Linked DNA regions of Sus scrofa: region 2 is linked to region 1. A link is a contact called in public Hi-C data. All regions are on one chromosome and are shown on one strand. Each heading gives the region's core, a stretch centred on a gene start, on an enhancer-like site or on the middle of the called end of the contact. The rest is flanking DNA. Distances are from core to core; before and after follow the strand shown.

Evidence for each region. Hi-C and Micro-C count contacts between places; a contact is called where the count stands out from the background.
Region 2: a Hi-C map of heart right ventricle shows a contact between it and region 1, with 8 times the contacts expected there. The contact joins two enhancer-like sites. A contact is called at or near these places in 10 of 47 Hi-C or Micro-C datasets (alveolar macrophages, blood, embryonic fibroblasts and 7 more).

What each region holds. Positions count from the first base shown.
Region 1 is chr17:13,016,005-13,022,309 of Sscrofa11.1, forward strand. All of the region lies in intron 10 of PSD3 (PH and SEC7 domain-containing protein 3), which reads left to right. Among named protein-coding and RNA genes, the nearest start is that of PSD3, 370 kb to the left of the region's middle. Within about 2 kb of position 2,752, at least 4 of the 83 cell types and tissues checked have an H3K27ac peak or open chromatin away from gene starts, as enhancers often do.
Region 2 is chr17:14,917,709-14,924,013 of Sscrofa11.1, forward strand. No RefSeq gene overlaps it. Among named protein-coding and RNA genes, the nearest start is that of LRRN4, 13 kb to the left of the region's middle. Within about 2 kb of position 3,338, at least 16 of the 83 cell types and tissues checked have an H3K27ac peak or open chromatin away from gene starts, as enhancers often do.

The DNA.
Region 1 (6,305 bases), core at 1,502-4,001:
GTTGGAATGCCTTTCTAGCTTTATTTTTCTTATTCTGTCATTCAGCTAACACTTGCAGTGTGTATACTCCATGGCGGGTTCCCTGCCGTTAGGGTGAAGGTCAGGGTTAGATCTCCCCTCTGGTGGTGTGGGTGGGGCGGAGCTCCCTTAGCGGGTTAACTTCAGAGGTGGTGGTGATGGTAGGTCACTGAGGGGCTGTGGTGGAGAAGCACTGGGAGATATTTTAATTACACATACTTCACTAAATGGACTGGGGGGAGAAAAAGACTGTCTACAGTATATACAGTGTCTTTGGGAGAAATTCATTCAGATGTTACAGTCATTTCATTGGTGCTAATTCATTGGTGATTCCCTTCTGTTCCTACTTTTAAAAATGTGAATGATTTATCGTTATTTCAGCAATGGTGTGGACTTACTTTTATCTGTCTACAAATGGCATATTTTCTTAGATTAAATAAGTATTATATAATCGTAGTCCCATTTGCTAATTAATCTCTTATTTTTAAAACGCCTCTTCTTCAGTGAAATATACCTGTCAATTAAACTTTTGCACAGATACATTTTTATCAGAACAAACTCTAGGGAGTTCCCATTGTGGCTCAGTGGTAACGAACGCAGCTAGGATCCATGAGGATGCAGGGTCAATCCCTGGCTCTGCTCAGTGAGTTAAGGATCTGGTGTTGCTGTGACTATGGTTAGGCTGGCAGCTGTAGCTCCAGTTGGTCCCTAGCTAGGAACTTCCACATACTGTGGGTGCGACCCTAAAAAGACAAAACGATACAAAACAAAACTCTAGAGTTTATTCTCTTGCTGTGACAGAACTAATTTGTATTAAATATTGTAACTATCAATAAGGAAAGAATTGAGACTTTTTTTTAAAGCCATGTGTTTTATCGGAAATGGTGTGAATAAAATGTTAGAATAAATGCAAACTTTTTCCTTTTCTGAACTAATTTTCAGATGTGCTCTGTTGACCACAAGCAGCCTTCTGGCAGGATTACTGCTGAGGCTGAGGACAGGTGGCAGGGCCAGGATGGTAGTCAGGACTAGACTCTGAGGTGGGAGGGAGCTGTAGAAATTGAACTGAGATGCAGTGGAGAGTGGGGTAGAAAGAGGCAGAGTCATTTGGCTGATTTCACAGCGTAGAGTCTGAGGAGATCAACAAGAAGGCGCTGCCTGGGTCAGGCTGTGCTCAGAGGCCCTAGCCAGGGCATTATTTTTAATCGAGATTTTCTGACAGAAGCTACCCTTTAACCCTGTGGCCTGAGATTTTTGGCAGCAGTTTTGTCAGAGGGGGTTGTTCTGCTTTCTAGCATCTGTGGAGCCTGCCCACCCAGTGTGAGGGGTGTAGGAGTGGAGGTGAGGTTCTTCTGGTCTGGTGGCTGCCTGCTCACAGGCTGGGCGTCCTGCACACCCCCATCCTGGGGATACTCGGCATCCTTGCTGTCATCTTCCATGGTCTGGTTTTACTGTGTGAGGCAGGACCTTCCTGCCATTTTTTTTCTTTCTTTCTTTCTTTCTTTTTTTTTTTTTTTTTTTTTTGCTTTTTAGGGCTGCAGCTGCATCATGTGGAGATTCCCAGGCTAGGGGTCCGAGCTGTAGCTGCTGGCCTATGCTACAGCCACAGAAACACAGGATCCGAGCCACATCTGTGACCTACACCACAGCTCATGGCAACACCATGTCCTTAATCCACCGAGGCCAGGGATCGAACCTGCAACCTCATGGTTCCTAGTTGGATTTGTTTCCACTGTGCCACGACGGGAACTCCCTTCCCGCCATGATGATGTTGTTATGGGTTGGATAAGGGGTGGAAACCGAGGCCAGTACACCATACTGGTAGGAGGAAGAAACCAAGGAATAAAGTATAGGTTTTGTAACAGAATAATGTTAAAAAGATGTGTGCAGTTCAGTTTGAAAGAGCAATTCATGGGAATTCATAATTTTTCAGTCTGTAAACTGTATTGATAATTGTGAGTTTCTCTTTTTTTGATTGGCTAAGATCCCAGAATTTAAAATGGGTCAGATATTTGGTTTACTATCAGAAGTGGAAAATGACTGTTATAAGAATTGTGATTTAAGAATTTTACTGCTTTTGCTTTTCTTTCTTTTTCTTTTTTGTCTTTTTTTTTTTTTGACTTTTTCTAGGGCCACACCTGTGGCATGTGGAGGTTCCCAGGCTAGGGGTCTAATTGGAGCTATAGCTGCCGGCCTACGCCAGAGCCACAGCAACACGGGATCTGAGCCGCATCTGTGACCTATACCACAGCTCACGGCAATGCTGGATCCTTAACCCACTGAGCGCGACCAGGGATTGAACCTGCAGCCTCATGGTTCCCAGTTGGATTCATTAGCCACTGAGCCACGACAGGAACTTCTGTTTTTGGCTTTCATATTGTCTTTTCTTATGTTTCCACCCTCAGGAGCACCACAGATCTCCCTGAGGTTGCTCGGTAGTTCGTTGTTCAGTACCTCAGGAAACCTCTGTGGGTGTCTGTGATTATCAGCACAGTCCCTGGCAGCTGCTCCAAGTGCATTTGGACTGCTGCCCCTCGCTCCTACAGAGCTGTCCTCTCTGTGCTTCCCTCTTCCTGTCTGTGCGGCCCCCTTTCCTCAGTCCGCCTGCCAGGAGAGCCAGCCCTGGCATGACTTTCTTTTTCTCTCTGACCCCTACCCTACTGTGGATTCCAGCCTTAGGTGGTCATAATTCCCCATAAGTCAGTGCTGCCTCCACCCCTCGGAGTCACCTTGCCCACCTTCTTGGTGCATTTCTTCTGTTGCAGTGTGTCACAAGCCATGTGAAACTCTGCTGTAAACATGTGAGAGAGAGACTGAAAAACATTTTTTATTATCATTAAAAAAAATTGGTTTGACCCCATGGGCACCTTGAATAGGATCCCTGAACCACACTTGGAGAGCCACTGTGTGTTAAAATACTATTTTCAGTTCAAAGATATAGATATCTTTTTATGCCATTTCTGGTTCTTTTTTCAACGGCAATGTAGGAAAGATCCCAGTAATATTTCAAGTATCTCTAAAGGTTGAACTTTTAACACTTGCATTAGCTTTGTGTTTGGGGTTTATGAACGGATACTTTGAATAGCACAGGTATAGCTTCCTGGTTTGGAAATTTACAAAGGACCCTGCTTTGCCAGCTAATTGTGTGTATATAAAAATGGACACCTGGGGGCAGCAGAACACAATTAAGCTTGTTTCCTAGAGAAGCGTACAAAACACAAGCAAAACAGGAGCTTTTAGCAGAGCTACAGAACTGAAGTAATTACACATCAGTAGTATGCTTTTTTGCTCCTTACTGTAACATGTTGGAGGAGGTGCAGTTGTCACGTGGGAGGGTGTGCCTGCTGTGGTTTTAGTATCTCAAGATTTATGAAGCCTTATTTTACCAGTGGATCTTGAGAACCTCTAGTTTCTCTAAAAGCATGTTTTCCACAAAGCTTCTCAGACTTTACGCTATTCAAAATGAAGCATTTTAGGATTATTTTGCTAATTCTTCAGCCTTTCTGTCCTCGTATGTGCTGTGGGCTGCTTTCTGGTGAGGGTGGGATTGAGACAGCCGCCCTGTCAGCAAGCACCCTCAGGATTGAGAGCGGGTCGGGCTGTGGCTGGAGCGTGGCAGAAGTTCCGTTCTTCTAATGTCAGGGAAGCGTGCACAAAGCAGAAACCTGGCCACAGTTAGGCTCAGTGTTAGACTGTAGCTTGTATGGTTTTGACATGATTTGGTGAAGAATGAAACTCTCCATCTTAACTTTCCTCCTTTGCTCTCAGTTACCACTCAAGTTGGGAGCTGATTATCTGCTGGGGTGGAAAAAAGGCCACAACTTGAACAAAGGGGAGACCTGGAATTAAGGCACAGGATACATCAAGCTAACCATGTGTGCACCCACTTGTGTCATGTCCTCCTGAGGAACCAGTGGCACTTCTGTCCACTTTCTTGTAGAATGGCGGTTGGCAATGTGCGACCCATGGGCACAGTCTAGCTTAATTTTCCTAAGTCAGGTTGTATTGGAACGCGGCCACACCCATTTGCTGTCTTCAAGCTAAAGTGACAGTGTTGAGTAGTTGAAACAGGAACCTTATGGCACGTGAAGCCTAAAATACTTCTTGCCTGGTCCTTTACAGAAATTTACAGAATCTGCCTCTTCCAGCCTCTTTCCCTTAGTCCATGAAGGGCCCTCCCCTGATCACAGTGGACAGGAGTGAGAATGTCTTGCACCTGCATTCTAAATGAAAAATGTGTTAACATCCAGGGTAAGGTTTTCAGACATAGTAAATTTATCAAAGAATTTCTCTCTAAAAGGAAACAAACAGAGAAAATACCTCTTTCTTTTGTAAGAAAATATATTTGAAAATGGCAGTATAACCATTTGGAGAGAATAGCCTTAAATTTGTCTAGGGTTTTTTTGACTTTTTGATTAATATTTTCTTTCATTATGGATGGTAACCTTAATTGGCAAAATAGTCAAGATTTGGGCCTGCCTTGTGTTTTGGGATTTCAAATAGAATCCTTTTTGTGGCTTTTCCATTTTAGGTTCGATTAAAAATGTCTACTGATTTTAAAGGTAATGATCCGTAGATTTATATTCATTGAGCATCTCAGATTTGATTGGAAATGTTGGCATTGATTTCAGAAGATAATTTCTGTGCCTCTCAATGCATGAGGAGGCCTTTTCAAATCTCCATGCTTTATTCATTTAATGGGAAGGAATTCAGAATACTAGAAAGTTCTATGCAAGCCCTGCCTTGGCATGTGTTTGTTTTAGAGCAGGCCTACTTTTTTCCTAAAGTCATGAATCAGTTTGGACGGAATTCTACTGAGTCAAAAGAGGACAATAAATAGCAGATATAAACAGCTTCAACTGATCAAGTATTTAAGAGGTGGTTGGCCATCTTTGACCCATAGAAAGCCATTGTCTTGGTTGTCTTGATTTCCTGCATTGGTCAAACAGATTGGAACTCATTGTGTTGGGTGATTGCACTAACACTTCCTTACTGTGGAGAACCCAACAGATAATGACTTTACATATTTATTCTCTCCCCTGATTGCTATTTTCCTAATTGCTGTTTCAAAGTCCATGTGAGTCAAATGTATATCTTTATACTAATGTAGGTAATGTTTGGTAATTGTGAATGTGTATAAAAGACAGTGCTAAACCAGCAAGTAAATAAATGCGAATTTAGAGCAAGTATGACTATATAAACTAAAATAATTTCAGGGACTTGACTTTTGTTTTTAAATATTATAAAATATAACAATCATTGTTTTGTTTTGTTTGTTTTTCCTTTACAGGGCTGCACCTGCGGCACATGGAGGTTCCCAGGCTACGAGTCCAATTGAAGCTACAGCTGCAGGCCTATGCCACAGCCACAGAAACACAGGCTCTGAGCTGCATCTGCAACCTACACCACAGCTCATGGCAGCGCCAGGTCCTTAACCCACTGAGCAAAGCCAGGGATTGAACCTGCAACCTCATGGTTCCTAGTCAGATTTGTTTCCGCTGCTCCACAGTGGGATTTTTTTTTGTTTGTTTTTTTAACAATCATTGTTAATTAAATGATGAAAGTTCTATTTACATCTTATGGTACAAGTTCCTGAAGTCCTAAAGAGGCATTATTGACTCAGTGATCTTTAGCATATTGCTCAAGACTCTTCCAAAAGAATTAAAAAAAACTAGTATCTTCTCATCTAGTTTAAAGTTGTCATCTCAATATTTTATTGTAAATTTAAGTAATTAAAACTTACAAAAAGATAATTTTTGATGTGGATATTAATTATGGATATTAAAATGAGTCCTTCATTAGCATCTAAAGATCACAGAGAGAAGCATTTCCAAATGACAGTACTTATAAAAAATATGTTCCTCCAAAAAACAGTGAGAATACTGGCAAAAATGGTCAAAACATTTCAGAACTCTGGAAATTAACCAAAAGGCTTGTAACACTCTAAAGAATGATTACTGAAAAAAGAAAAGCTGAATTTTCATAAGAACAGTTAAGTTATGTGGTATTTTCACTTACCCTATTACTGTTTCCCCTCTCCCCAGCTCCAAGGTGATCTTGAAACTCAATAGCCTCTCAACCACAGTAGCTATGAAAACAGGACCCACTGGGGTGCTTGGTGACACCCTCTCAAAGCCCCCTTCCCTGGAAGTTGTGTGTGTATGCAATTTGTGTGACACCTCTCTGGAAAATCCTCACTTGCAGGGCTTGTCTTCCTTTGATCTGAGTCTGTTCTCACTCAGTGAAAATAGTCTTTTCCCCAGAGTGTGTGTTGTTCAACATTACTG
Region 2 (6,305 bases), core at 2,088-4,587, 1.9 Mb after region 1:
ATTGCCCTTTCAGAGTTTAAAGTACACTGTGTCATAACGTTTCCTATCTGTGGATTTCTACAATGTACACGCCAGAAGAGCAAGGACTTTGCTGCCTACTCAACACTATGTCTTGACCGCTTAGAAGACTTCTTGATACATAGTGGTACTCAAGCAATAGCTGTTGAATGAATACATGATTTTTATTATAATCTTGACAGTCAAATACTTCATTTAGCAAGTTAGTGGTTGAACTTTTTAAAAACACAAAAAGACATTTTTAAACTCAAACAACTTGCAATTAGTTATATAAAATTTTGTCAGCCACACCATAATAATATTCACACAGACAAAGTAACAGTAGTACTGTCCATAATGGTGGCTCAGCAGGTTAAGAACCTGACATCGTGTCCATGAGGATGTGGGTTCAATCCCTGGCCTTGCTCAGTGGGTTAAGGATCTGGCATTGCCACAGACTGTTCTTTACTGTTCTCAGCCCATCATGATTCTGTCCTCTGTCTTCCACTTTAGAAGAACACAGACACTAGAAGACATAGCCCCTGTGGCATTAGGCAATGTTTTTAATTTTTTCATTAAAGTATAGTTGATTTACAATGTTGTGCCAATTGCACTAGACAGTGTTTAGTTGATTTACGATGTTGTGCCAACTGCATTAGGCAGTGTTAACTTGGAGATTTCAACAGTTAAATTGAACTTTACTTGTCACTCTCTGGAAATACATGTTTTGTTGAGGAAATTACAGCATGCAACTTCTAGGGGAAAAAGCAGGAATGCTAAAGGAGAAGAAATTTTTATAAGAGATTGCTATGTTTCGAAAATTGATGAATTATTATTGTCATTACTAAATGATCTCGCTCTATGGGGCAGTTTTTAAGACTCAAGTTACTGAGAAAACAAAACATTGAAACTACATTTATTTCAAGTTAATATTTCAAGTCATATTACTTGCCCCATTCAAGTAAGGTAGTCGTCAACTCTACAGATATTTAGTAAATAGAAGTTGATATTTCCAGATAGTTTTTTCTGGTAACAAGACAAAAAAATCTCTCTGTTATCCATTACTATAATAGGATAAAACAAAGTCATTTTTCTGATCATCTGCTAAAATCTCATTATTGTAAAATATTTGAAATGTACCAAAACATTAAGCAACTTTAAAGAACACAGACCCATTGTGTTTTAAAGAATAAAATTTCACAGAAAGGAATAAAGCAATTTGTAGTTCAGGTAATGTATTAAAACTAGAAAAGATCAAATATAATATATAAATTCACCTAGAGCATCACCAAAATTGTCCCTTGACAAATTTATAAATTTATGTTCTTAAGATCAACTTATCTTTCCTCTAGAAACATGGGTGGTTTGAATGAAATGCAATATAAGCTAGAATGCAGTGAGATATAAGACCAGGATTATGAGAAGGAAACTGAACCTGCAGTAAGAAAGACCTGCCTACTCTCACCACCATCCAGAGCCCTGAATGCTCACGGATAATGGAGCGGAGATGTGAATATGCCCCCAGCTGAGGCTTTGGGGCGAGTCTGTGTCTGAGACGAGGCCACAAGAGTGGGTGCAGGAACAGGTGCTATCAGGCTGTCTCCTCCCAGGGCTGTCCTTGTTGTGTCACATGTGGTGGCAATATGAGATCTGACTTTTAGGTTGGTAGCAAAGTGACTAAACAGATTGACCTAATTTCTGGAGACCAGAGGAGGGCCATCTGGATTTGTTTTTTCTCAGGGTGGCTTGGCTATTTGGGTTTGTGGTTCCATGCAAATTTTAGGATTCATTTGCTATTTTTGTGAAGAATACCACTAAAAACGGTGTTCGGTTGACTGTGGAGATGATCTGAGCGGTGCGGACACGGCCCTCCACAGCAGGACTGCCTGCCATCCTCCCCCTCCCCCTTCCGACCCTGGGCAGCAGTCAGCCTCCCCTTCACAGAGCCCCTTGATGTGAGACCAGCCCATGTGGGATCAAGGCCACACAGGCATGCCTTACTGAGGATGACCACAGCATCCCAGGTCAGAGGACACACAAGGGTTCCCTGAGCAGCTGGGACACAGGGTGTGGTGGCAGAGATGCCCACACTTGGGGCCAGGCAGGCACCGAGCAGCAGCTGCCGCCCTGTTCCCGAGGTGCATCCTGTGGTTCTACACCCCGGCCTTGGTAGGTTGCCCTTCTTGTGCCTAGTTAGAGGGACACGCATTCATTCATTCATTCATTCATTCATCACATGTTCAATTTCTGCTCAATTCCAAGCCCTGGCCGGATGATGGTTTGTCCTTGAAGACCCAAATCAGATGTCACCTCCTCCATGCAGCCTTTCGTGATCCCCACCCTTCTCCTTGCTGTCCTGGCCTCACCTGGGACCCCCACCCAGTGTGGTGATCGTGCTTTGATTTCCTCCCAGCCTGGGGGCTCTAGGAGGCCTTTGGGCCAGACACAGAAAGCTTCCTGAATGGATTCCTACGTGAAAAGTTCCTAAACCACTGAATGGAAAGGATTAAACAGGCCACATGTAGGTCAGATTTGCCAAAGGTCGCCTCCTTCCTCCTTCCAGGGCCAGGACTGTATCTTACCCTTAGTTCGTCTGGAACTTTAATGGTCCAGATGACTTCTATCTTGAATTTTAGTTTTTTTCACATGTTGAAGACATTTCCTGGTTGTCTCCCTCAGTGTTGAGAAACTAAAATGGCAGGGACCTTCGGTGGCAAGTGACCCAAGACAGGATGTTGAGGGGCCTTCTCGGTGATTGGGGCTCAAGGCAGCTAGAAGTGGGGCAACAGACAGGTGGAGGCATTTTCCACCCCTTCCCCCCCGTGACACACCACCCCCTCTGTACCTGACCAAACTGGTTGTAAAGGCCTGGGAACGCACATGTCTCTGGTTGATGGTGTGTCCTCAGGCCTCAGCTTTAGAGGCCACCAGGCCTAGGTTCTAAGGTCTCCTGGGTGGGACTCTGGAAGGGCCAGGAGCCCTTAGGATCAGAAGGGTGACCTGGGAGAAGCCAAACCACCAAGCCACAGGCAGTCCAGGCACAGAACCCCCGCTCCCTTGCTAGCATGGCTGCCTGGCCCCGGCAGTGTCGGTCCTGGGGCCAGAGGGCCAAGAGCAGATGCTGGTCCATCTTGCCTGGTGGCCCTAGCTAGAGCCTGGGGGGGAGTGCAACAATGGTCACTCCCTCATAGACCTGCACGCCCAGTCTCCGGGGAGAGAAGGACGTGTCCACACCTCTGCACTACTTGGGCAGTTGCCTCCAGCATCCCTGGTGACAGCAGCTGAGGCCCATCCCAGGGGAAGGTAACCCAAGCGCCAGATGGAAGGGACGATCTAAAAGCGGCCACCAGGTGGCACCCGACACCCGTTGCAAATGTCCCCAGGATGGTTGTTAATCGCTGGCCAGCTGGCAGTGACACAGCACCCTTTTTGGGTAAATGCCCCAGTTCATTCTGGGGCGAGGCGGGGGCGTCTTGAGTGACCTCCAAGCTTTGGTCACCGAGCTACCTCCTGGTTCGGCACTGCTCAGCAGGGTACAGCGGCAGCAGATGGACAGAGGGTGGCAGGGAGTAGGTAGTAGCTGGACCGATGCTGCTGCTGTTGCCTGGGAGTTACAATCGCTCCCCTCTGTGACGCCCGGGCGTGGGAATTCCACAGAGACCCTGGCTGCCAGGGCAGCACTAGTGAGAGAGGTCTCGGGTTCCCCTCCACCGTCTCTTCTCTTCCTCCTTCAACCCCCGCACCACCTTGCTTCCCCGCACAGGGGAAGGAGGGAAGGATGGAGGGAGAGACTTCGGGGACTGGCAAAAGGAACCCAGGCAAGCTCTGGGAGAGCAACTATGCAGGATGCCATCCTTGCCAACCAAAAAGGTCAGTGGAGAGCAGACATACAAAGCCCAGAAGCTAGAAGGGAAGGAGAGAGTCAACCCCATACAAGTGGAAATAAAAACCTGTCTCTGAAACAGACCAAGACAAATCCCAAACACAGCAAACAGCTTCGTAGGGCAAATGCTCTTGGGGTCAGGCCATGAGAACATGGGTTTCAGCATGAAATCCAACAGCAGACGGAAAGTAAATAAACACGAGCGCACGTGTGGGTGTGTGTGTGTGGTGTGTGTGGTGGGGGGTACATTTGTACAGTGCAACACTATGAGTGTATGTATGTTTGAAATGTGGCAAAAGTGGATGGTGAAGTGTAATCCCATCAAAAAACAAACAAACAAAAACACCAAGATATCCAGTCATAGAACTACTCTGGCCTTTTCCAAAAAACCACATATAGGGGGTTCTCTGATGGCCTAGCAGTTTAAGGGTTCCAGTGTTTTTACCACTGTGGCTCTGACACAGGTTCCATCCCTAGCTTGGGAACTTCCATGTGCTGCCTGTGGAAAAGAAGCACATTTGATTTCTTCACTGTCATTCACTATGTTATGCACAGTAGTGAAGGTACAGACACTATGTTTGTATATAAATTCAACTAAAGAATTTATGGAACATATTATCAAGAAGTTATTAACACTTAGGCTTTGAAAGTAGGCCTGGTTTAGTATACTCAATTCTCACAACCAGTTTGAAAGACCTTGAGAAATTACAAAATATTATATACTATGCACAGTCTAAGATTACAGCTCTCCTGTTTAATACTTGATCATGTCTGAACTCCAAAACATTCAGGATCTATTAATAAAAAGTATGTGGCGTGTTTGTAGATTTAGTTTTTTAAAAGTCTAAAAGAGCCCTAGTGTGGTAACACTGTTTTTGCGTTATGTAAATATAGTAAGTGACTTTGAGGACAGGGATTTAGCAGAATCTCTGTGGTCTTTCTGGCATTTATCATTAGGCTTGGTAGCCAATATCACAGTGATACTTGCTATGGTGCTTTGGGTTCTAATGAAAACCTCCTTATGAATGGCAGGGAATGCATAGTCCAAATCACTGGATTTTCTGTCAGACACCCTTGGCGAAACATTTTACAAATGTCCGGTTCTACATGATGAAGTTTCCAAGTAAAACCAACCAACCAATGTCAAAAGACCACTGCGTACTTAGAAAAAAAAACACAAACCCAAATTTCAATCTGTATAAAGAAGATGAGACCACCAGTTTCAAATCCCCCAATTTTAAAAAATTTATGTACTTTGTTTTTAGAGACGTTTTAAGTTTACAGAAAACTGAGTAGATCACACGGAGTTCCCCTATACCTCCTTGCTCCCGCGCTCAGTTTCGACTGTTATTAAGATCTTGCATTTCTGTGCTGCATTTCATGAACCAGTGTTAATACATGACTGCTAATAAAACTGCATAATTTACATTGGAGTTCACTCTTCCTACTGTACAGAAAGGTCGGGGGTTTTGACAAATGTATGGTTACCTGTATCCACCGTCACAGCATCATAACCAATAGTTCATCATTCACAAAGCGCCTCTACTTCACCTATTGATACTTTCCCCTCCGCTGAGCCCCTGACGAAGACTGATCTTTTCATGTCTCCATAGTTTTATCTTCTCCAGAATGCCATACAGCTGGAATTATCCACCATGTAGCTCTTACAGACTGGCTTCATTCACTAAGCAATATACTTTTACATTTCTTTCTTATGTTTCTTGACAGATTGTTTCTTTAGACTACCTATTCATATTTCGTGCTATGGAGTTCCCATTCAGTGGGTTAAGAACACAACACTGTCTCTCTGAGGATGCAGGTTTGATTCCTGGCCTCACTCAGTAGGTTAAGGATCTGGTATGGCTGTGGCTGTCGGGTATGCCTGCAGCTGAAACTCCGATTTGATCCCCTAGCCTGGGAACTTCCAGATGCTGCAGGTGCAGTCGTGAAAAGAAACAAATCCATTCTATGTACTTAACCAAAGTTTATTTATTATTAAATAAATAAATTTATATGGATTTGTTTCTTTCACCCTTTGAAGGACATCTTAGTTACTTTTAATTTTTGGCAATTCTGAATAAACATTCTATGAACATTTGAGTGTTTTTATATGGACATGTTTTTAGCTTATTTGTGTAAATCGGAGCACAAGCGCTAGATCATATGGTAAGAGTACGTTTATTTTTGTTAAAACATCCACTGTATCTTGGGGCCCTAATAAAGACTTGCCTAAATTTCTTGTCTGGCCTTTTCAATTTTCACTGATGAAGGAGGCCAAGAGCCCAGGATGGTAAGAGATTTTATGGCACCCGATGTGGGGCAGTTGTCCCGTTTCTGGAAGAGGATCTGGGCATCTCCGGGCCACCTAATGCAGCTTCCCCATGAGTGATGAGCAGCCCCCTGAACCTCCGGCTGCAGTGTCACC